Linked DNA regions of Mus musculus: region 1 is linked to region 2. The links are chromatin contacts, called in public Hi-C maps. All regions are on one chromosome and are shown on one strand. Each heading gives the region's core, a stretch centred on a gene start, on an enhancer-like site or on the middle of the called end of the contact. The rest is flanking DNA. Distances are from core to core; before and after follow the strand shown.

Region 1 (4,483 bases), core at 1,634-4,133, 150 kb after region 2:
CAAAATGGTTGCAGTCCACAAAATTGTCCCAGTTCACAAAATTGTTCCAACAATAGTGGGAAGTTCTTCCCATGTCCATCAACCTAATCAAGAAAATCCCCTACAGGCATACATAGAAGTTCATCTCTCTCTCCAAGTTATTCTGGATCGCATCAAGTTGCCTATTGAAATTAACCATCACACCCTTAATTTCAAAGCATTTTCATCAACCCCAAAGAAGTACACATCCAAGAATACATAACAGAGAGATGAAGGAAAGTGTTGAAAGAGCAAATTTTATATGAACATAAACACACCAGCAAAATCTACAGATTCACTTGAACTATTTAATTACTAATATGTCTAGCCACAAAAATGAACACATTTTCAATCTTACAAAAAGAATCTTGGATCACAAATGTGCTCTTGTTTTATTAGTTGCTTTTTTTTCCCTGTGCTTGGAATAGTTCAAACCATTTAAATAGCTAGGGGTGTAGGTCATGTTCATTTTCTACAGCTATAACAGAGTGTCTGAGATTGAGTAAGTTACAAAGGGCATAGGTTGATTTCAGATCATGGTTTAAAAGACAAGGCCTTCCAAGAACATAGTGCCAGCATTTTTGGTGGCTGCTGCTAAGGCATTTGCAGGGCTTCAACTCATGGCAGAAGTTGGAAAGTTAAGTGAGATGTAAAAAGAAAGAAAGAAGAATTGAACATCTTGAATACCAGTGATAGCTAACCTGTCCATTCAAGAAAGGCGTTGCTCTATTCATGAGACCATGGATCCCACTTGTCAAAGCTGACATATTGAGGAATTAAAATTCTAAGACATGCACATTTAGGGGGCACATGCAGGCTAATATTGAAAGTGGGAACAGAAGAGTAAAGAAAATCCCCAAATGACTCAATGTCAGTGGAATTTCTTCTTCTTCTTCTTCTTCTTCTTCTTCTTCTTCTTCTTCTTCTTCTTCTTCTTCTTCTTCTTCTTCTTCTTCTTCTTCTTCTTTTAGCTTGAGACGCGTTATCATGTCTCCTAAACTGACCTTAAGCCAGTTAAATGGCTTAGAAGGACCTTGAACTCCTGATCTGGCCTACAGCTCCCAAGTGCTGAGATTATATGCACGTGGCACCACACTGAGCTGAGATTTCTTATTTGTCTGCATGCTTTGGTAATTTTTCCCATAAACCATCAAGTCCCACTTTATCTTAGGCTGAAGTGGAGCTTTTCTTCCTCCGTGCTCACTTCTGGACCTATTTCCACATTTGTTTGGAAGAACACATTAGCGATCCTTAGATGCCAAATTTCGACTGCTCTGCAGGAGTCTCTTCAGAAATAAATTGCAGAGTTCCTATACGTTGGCATCTCTCCCACGCTCCATACACGCAGCCAGCCTATAATGCTTGACTGCTGAAGGAAGCCTTTTTCATTCAAGGGCAAAGACCTGGTTTTCTGGCAGTGCCAACTGTGACAATTGCCAAGAACATATGTCCTCTACTTTCCATACACATTTTGGCTTCTGGAAACTTCATTTCTTTGCAGAAGTTATTGAAGATGTTTATGTACTGTGGCTGCTAAAGATGATTAAAAATTCAACTTTACTATTTTAATTATTAATTCTATTATGCCCTAAATATTTTCTTGGTTATTCTTCTATTATATTGGATTGTATTTAAGCTAAAATTCACATATAATGAAACATACAAATCTTAGATAACTATTTAATATCTAATACATTTTGATGGTGCTTATCACACAATCTTAACCCAAACTCCTATGAAAATAGATTTTTTACCTTCATTCTACAAAGTTTTCTCTTGACCCTTTCTTCCCAGCCCCAGCTCCTAACTTCACTTTCCTTTTTACAGGTAATTAGCACTTGATTTTACCCCTATTTTGTTGAAATTTGACATATCTGGAAGGGAATAAGCAAGTATCTCAAAGTTCATATTCAATAGAGACTTGACATGTGGGATTACCCAAAGGGGCTCTCTGCTCTGACTTAGACTGGAAACCCAATTCTCACAAGTGGGGTGAGACTGAAATCCGTTTTCCCCAAAGTTGCTTCTGCATCCATTGGCATAACAACCTTGGTGGTATATTCAGGAGACTTCACTGCTTAATATTTGGGGGAGGGTACCTTATTAACAAAGCCAAGACAGAAAAGTTTTACATCTACCAGATAAGAACTTTCAATTTTTATGTTCATGTTTTATATCAAAAGGCTGCACAAGGGGATCAGACGTTCAGCCTACCTCCAGCTTGGACTGGCCGCAACCTTGGATAAATTACTTCCTATCCCTGAACTTTCAGCTGTCAAACGAACCCCACTATATTGATTTCCACTACAATGGATGGTATAAATCTGGCGGCTGGTATTTAGGATGATGGCTTGTTTATGATTTTCTCAGCCTTCTTCAGGCCCAAGGAAAGAAAGCGATCCTGGTCTATGAAGTCTAATGAAATGAAATCAAACTCTGTATATCACATGGAAGATTGGTCAAAGAGCAAGTTCTGTGACCAAAGTAGCCTTGCGTCTATGTCCTTATGCGCTTCTTCACAAGGGAATGATGGGCTTACTAGGATCCTCCAGAATTTTTATTTATCAGCACATAAATCTTCTTACTTAGGTTTCCTACCTAGTTATTCTTTCATTTTTCCTGTTCATAAATAGGCAGTGCTGCCCCACCCCCACCCCCAGCTTCGCTGAAGTTGCTTCTGTGTTTTGTTCATTAGAACACGCAGGAAGGATTCTGTTTTATTTCTTTCATACAATAAAATAGCTACAAATGCTAATGACTCCAAAACGGCACTTTTGTTCCCAAAGAATCACATGCCAGAACATTGAGGGGGCTGACTTCTGTGGTGGGAACTCAGCGGCACCATTTGTTCTGACAGGAAGCAGCAGCTCTCTCGTCCCTGCGCACAAGGCATTCTCCTTGCTGATTTCTTTTCTTCCCTCGCTGAAAGTCTAGACCCTGTGGGGTCTTTGTTCTTATGCTTTTTCTTACTCCTGTCCTGCCCGCAAAGGGGCAAGTAGAACCTCAGCATGAGTAGGAAGCAGAAGCAATGAGCAGATCAAGCAAGCAAATGAGGAGGTCAGAAACCCTGGGGACTGAACCTAAGCTCTCATAGAGGCTGGGCAAGGAAGGGCCTGATACGGACACGGAACTGAATCTGCATCTGTCGAAATCTTTTCTCTCTTCTCGGGCTGAACTGGGTGGCAAGTCCATTTTGAATGTGAGGTTTCTGTGATTGGTACCTCACTGTATTCTTCAAACTTGTGTGTGGGTAGGGTTGTTCCTTCTGGCTTGAAATAGAAAATTACCTGCTGTTCGCGAGCCTGGAATTTGAGAGAGTAGGGTCTTCCTAAGAGGATCCAGGGAGTTAAGCGTGGAGTGTCTGCTGTGGCACTAAAGCCATGGCTAGCCTTACCTGGAATGAGCTAGGCAACGAGTCACTGTGTGTCCAAGAAATTTCTCTCTACTTACAATGTGTCTTTTGTTACAGTGACACATGCACTTCAGACATGGAGGGCTTATGAAGATGCAGGTTCAGACCACACAGGGCAAAGTTGGGGCCTGAAACTGCATTTCTCATAAGCTCCAAGCCTATGAGGAGGCCTGCAGCTCCAAAGCGCACAGTCTGTGGCCAGGTATGGGTTTATAAAATCTCATGGAATTCTCACATAATCAGATGAAGCTAGAATGATCTCAAGGTGAAGAAGGAAGCTGGGAGCTGTCAGGAGAATGCTGATGTTCCCTAGCTAGCGAGTGTCAGAACTAGCTTTCTATTGCTGGGATAATTATCATGAGCAAAAGCAGCCTAGGGAGGAAAGGGGTCGACTCATCTTACAGCTCACAGTTCACACTCCCTCCATCACTGAGACAAGTAGGACAGGAACTCCAGGCAGGAACTTGAACAAGGACCATGGAGAAACATTGCTGCTGGCTTGCTCCTTGTGGCTTGCTCAGCTTTCTTTCTTTCTTTCTTTCTTTCTTTCTTTCTTTCTTTCTTTCTTTCTTTCTTTCTTTCTTTCTTTCTTTCTTTCTTTCCTTCTTTCTTTCTTTCTTTCTTTCCTTCTTCCTTCCTTCCTTTCTTTCTTTTCTTCTTTCTTTCTTTCTTTCTTCCTTTCTCTTTCTCTCTTCCTTCCTTTATTTTTCCTTCTTTACTTTTTTATTATATTTTATTATTTAAAACATTTTATTAATTTAAATATATTTTAATCATATTCTTCTCCACCTCAGTCCTTCCAGATCACTCCCCTCCCTACCCACTCATCTTTAAATCCTTCCTAAAAAGAAAACCAAGCAAGACCCCAATATAACATGACCCCCAAAAGCAATGAAACAAAATAAAACAACATTCAATATAAAACAAAAAGACCCACCAAACTATAACCAAATAAAAACATACACACAAAATCTCAAAGTCCATTATATGTAGATCAACTACTGAGAATGGGGCCTATCCTGGAGTATTTGATATACCCAGTGTCACTCCATT
Region 2 (4,782 bases), core at 2,149-4,648:
ATTCTACTGTATAAATTGTACCCCAACAATTATACCCTGTTTATTTTTATTTTCCACATGTATTTTTGATAGTAGATTGACTGTTGGTTTGGGTTCCCAAGTGATAGCATCTAAGGCAAGGATTCGGACACAGGTAATTTATTTGAGAGATGATCCCAGAATTCAGAAAGACATGAGAATGAGTTGGAAGATGAGACAGAACTGTTGGTTGCTTTTGGCAGATGGAGCTCAATCCTATGGGCTCTCTCTCTCTCTCTCTCTCTCTCTCTCTCTCTCTCTCTCTCATGCTGTAAATTTTCTCTCTAGGAAATAGGGAGGTTGGGCATTCATCCTTCATCTTTTTCTCCCATTGGTGGAGTGTGTTCCCCATAGTTAACTACTATGCAATTCTTTGCTCTGCCTGTCACAGTCTGACTGGCCTTCTGTGGCCTGAGAAAGACCTGTGGCAGAATTCTTAAGCCCCTAAGGTGGGTCCATAGTAGAGGTTAGGCTAGGACCTTGCGTGAACCTTCCCATTACAGTATGCCAAGAACAAGAGGACAGGTAGGTGGTGCGGAGCAAATATATCCATGTCTCTGATTCCTGTCATGCTGTTATACAGAGGGTAACATCAAATCCCTGTGTGTTTGACCCTCTGTATATGTTGTGCTCATAAAGTGGAGATAGTGGGCTGAATGGTGTGAGTATTTTAGTTCTAATGCTGCTCATGAAATTACTTCTCTGCAAAGGTCTCAATTTACCTCTCATTGGTTGTATATGAGGGCACATCTTTCTGCTCTTTTGCTAATACTAAACATTTTCATTAAATAGGCTGGTAGAAGTTGCCAAAGCAATTTACCATTTCAACAATGCATATTCAACTCCATTACAAGCACTATAAGCCAAGAGAGCACTCATTGCCTATTAGACACAGACTCACAAGTAAGCAGAATTAAAGTAACCATGGTTATTTGTCCATGGCGATAGATTAGGAGGCTTTTGAAATGTACCAGCAATAGACTGTGCAGCAGTGGCCCCTCCCAGAGTGATCCCTACACTTGCCAAGTAGATTCTGCTTTGGTGCTGACCAGTTACTAGGCTCTGCCTAGCAACACTTTCAGCCTTTGTCACATCTGCTCTGTGTGGGCCCATGCTTGACCCTGCAGCTGGCCTTTCTACTCTATGAATCTAGTCTTTCCTGTCTGCTGGGCTTCTTTGTCAGGAAACTGAATGAGCACACTACAGATCTGCATACAACTGCTACGTGAGCTTATCATTCAGTCAAGAGGTAAGAGGCTTTGTGTCCTTTTGTGATCCCAGAACTCAGGCAAATGATCTTGGCTATGGGTTTGATTACATCTAGTATGTGGCCCAAGAGGCTGCCCAGAGAACCTGAATCTTCATTAAGAGTGTAAGAAGGGGCTATGATCGTACCGCAGTTGGTGCTACATTTTCATGCTACCTGACTAGCATGCACAAAGCTCTAGGTTCAATTCCCAGTACTGCATAAATGATATGGTGCACAATTGTTTTAATATTATTATTATTATTATTATTATTATTATTATTATTATTATTATTTTACTTATTCACTTTATGTCTCACTCACTGCCCCATCCCGGTCACCTCCTTCTACAATCCTTTCCCCACCCTGCTCCCTTTCTCCTCTGAGTGGGTGGGGGCCCCCTGAGTATCCCCTCATCCTGGTACATCAAGTCTCTGTGAGGCTAGACACATCTTCTCCCACTGAGGCCAGATGAGGCAACACAGATTGTAGAAAATAGCCCAAGTACAGACAACAGCTTTTCATATAGCGCCTGCTCCAGTTGTTCAGGATCCACATGAAAACCAAGCTGCATATCTCCTACATGTGTGTAGGGAGGGCTAGGTGATTCAGGCTCTGAATGCCCCAAGGGTCCAGGTTAGTAGAGTCTGCATGTCTTCCTTTGGAGATTCTTCCTTCTATTCTTCCATAAGAGTGCCCAAGCTCCACACACTGTTTGGCTGTGGGTGTCTGTATCTGTCTGAATCAGCTGCTGGGTGGAGCCTCTCAGAAGACAGTCATGCTAGCCTCCTGTCTGCAAGCATAACAGAGTACCATTAATAGTGTCAGGGGTTGGTGATTGTCTATGGAATGGGTCTCAAGTTGGGTTGGTCATTGGTTGACTGTTCCTTCAGTCTTTACTCTATCCCCAGTCCCTTAATTTTTTTGTAGACAGAATAAATTTTGGGTTGAAAGTTGTGTGGGTAGGTTGGTGTCCCTATTGCTCCTTTAGAGTTCATGTCTGTTCCATATCCCCAATGCCATGAGTCACAGCTAAAGACACCCCCATTGATTGGTTCTTGGGTGCCTTCCTTATCCCAAGTCTCTGTCTCCTCCTGGAAATGCCACCTACTTCCACACCCTCATCAGTTGCATATTTCAATTCATTTTCATGGCTATTTGGCCATCCCTCTTGTTCCTCCCCACATCTGATCCTGGACCTCCAGATGTCCTTCAACTGAACAACAAATAAAGAAAATGTGGTACATCTACACAATGGAATACTATTCAGCTATTAAAAAATAATGACATCATGAATTTTGCAGGCAAATGGATGGAACTTGAGAATATCATCCTTAGTGAGGTGACCCAGTCCCCAAAGGACATGCATGATATGTACTCACTTATAAGTTGATATTATCCATAAAATATGGGATGCCCATGCTACAATCCATAGATCCAAAGAAGCTAAACAAGAAGGAAAGCTCAAGTGAGAATGCTTGAATCTCACTTAGAATGGGGACTAAAATAGTCATAAGAGGTGGTGCACAATTGTAAGCTGTATCAGAAGTTTTAAGGTTTCTCTCAGTTATATAGTGAATTCAAGGTCAGTCTATATGAGACCCTGTCTTGAAGAAGAAAAAAACCAAAGAAGGAGGAAGAGAAAGAGAGGAGGAGAAAGAAGAAGAGGAGGGAGAGGGGGAGGAGAAAGGGGAAAAGGAGGAGGAGAGGAGAGAGAAGAGGAGGAAGAGGAGGAGGAGGAGGAGGAGGAAGAAAAGATTTTTTGACATAGGACAGGGGAACAGCTGACATTTCACTTGGGGCATGAGGCATGATATTCCAGGCGACAATGTGCCAATTGTCTGACCCAGAGATTCTGGCTCTTTTCAATTCCAGCCTTCACCTGTTGGGCTGGCAGTGCCTGTGTCAGGGCCCTGAATTTGGCTGTTCCCCTCTGACAGCTGCTCTCCAGCAGGTGGTGGCGGCTAACCTCAGTCCCAGCTGTCTGCAGGACACTTGATCACTTGAAGCTCTTTGTGTGTTTCAGTGTGCACATGTCACCTTCTGCCAGCTCACCCCACCCCCACCCCCTCTCCCACCCTGCAGTTGTTTGCCAATCTGTGGTCTACACCGACAGCTTCCAGGGCTGAGCACAATCACCCTGCTTCAACACTCACAGATGGCTACGCGTCAAGGCTTCTTTTGACTGGCTATTTGGCTTGTGAGCTAGGGCGTGGAGACGATTTGTTGGACAGAGAGGACAGAAAGGAATCAAATCTGGAAGCCTCTGAAAGACTGGCAGCATTGTTCTGGGAGAGAATTAACAGTCCCTAATCAGAGAGAGACTTCATGGGAACACCAGGCATCTCTCTTTCTAAATAAGCTCGATGTAAAAATAACAACGCCACAATTTCAGACTCTGTTTTAGTGTCTGTTTGTTTTTAAGACAGTTATCACTGTGTAGCTCTGGCTGAACTAGAAGAATTCATGATGTACTTCTGGCTTACCTCTTCAGTACAGTACAAGCTGGTCTTGAACTCACAGGCCTCTGCTTCCTGAGTGCTAAGATTCAAAAGGTGCAGCACCACCCCAGGCTAACACTGCTTGCTTCGTTTTGTTTTGTTTTGTCTTTAGCTTGGAACCATCATCTAGACCATGCTAGCAGAAAGTGAAGGTATGTATGTATGTTCAGAAAACATGGGCACTAGTGTGAAGAAAGCCCATAAAGAAGAAAGGCATAAGAAAGAGAACATTTTCTTCTCAGAAAACCTATTAGCAACAGAGCTTTAAAATGTAATTATACAAAAATCAACATAAAATTCACTAAACCAAAAAGGTACAAAATGAAAATATATAATGGTGTTTGTAGGGGAGACCAATTCTTACCTTGCTACACTCATAGAACTGTGATAAGGTATATATATGATCAACATAGTTCTTAAATAAACAGAGAAATAAAAAAAAAAGGAATGCCAAATCCATGAGTCTAAGAACAATCTCCAAGCCAATTTAAAAAAAATGGCACAAAGACCATAAACATCAATCAGTAACCCAAATAACCAATGAAGACACAGTAGCATTATTATTTAAGGAAATCCACCTACAACCAACAGTGGGATCAGTTAAAACCAAGCCATCTACAGCCACTTTTAACCGACTAGTGGTAATGGTTCAGAAAAGGAAATGGAAGTCTCACTGACTGCTCTGGGAGCAGTGTCACAGAGCAGTTCAAAGTTCATTCATTGTTCAGCATCAGGTCCTTTGGTTCTTTCTTCTGTGAAGAATTCATTATGTGATTAGTCATGGCCCATTTCCTCTTCCAAACACAGCATGTATTTTTCCCAGTAAAACATATTAAAAGTTTTAATGATTTATTTTTACATTTATCCTCATATGCTCCCTAAGAATGTACTCCTAAACCATTTTCATTTTCTTGATCGAAAAAAAATGCATCCCACTTAAGCCATATTGCCCAAATAGATTATTCCATAATCTTTGTTCTGGCATTGGTATTATTGTTATTTCTTTAGAGTAACCAC

What was found. Hi-C and Micro-C count contacts between places; a contact is called where the count stands out from the background.
Region 1: a Hi-C map of cortical neurons shows a contact between it and region 2, with 2.4 times the contacts expected there. The contact joins two enhancer-like sites. A contact is called at or near these places in 4 of 484 Hi-C or Micro-C datasets (cerebral cortex, cortical neurons, forebrain and 1 more) and 1 of 115 datasets of contacts at active chromatin or transcription factors (bone marrow-derived dendritic cells).

Annotation. Positions count from the first base shown.
Region 1 is chrX:166,949,863-166,954,345 of GRCm38.p6, forward strand. No RefSeq gene overlaps it. Among named protein-coding and RNA genes, the nearest start is that of Gm30354, 68 kb to the left of the region's middle. Within about 2 kb of position 2,884, at least 42 of the 459 cell types and tissues checked have an H3K27ac peak or open chromatin away from gene starts, as enhancers often do. A contact at or near this core is called in cerebral cortex and cortical neurons, where this site is marked.
Region 2 is chrX:166,800,138-166,804,919 of GRCm38.p6, forward strand. Gm36547 (a long non-coding RNA gene) reads right to left here. Exons shown (of 5, transcript XR_878299.1): 4 at 2,647-2,710; 5 at 2,038-2,057. Among named protein-coding and RNA genes, the nearest start is that of Gm36547, 22 kb to the right of the region's middle. Within about 2 kb of position 3,399, at least 43 of the 459 cell types and tissues checked have an H3K27ac peak or open chromatin away from gene starts, as enhancers often do. A contact at or near this core is called in cerebral cortex and cortical neurons, where this site is marked.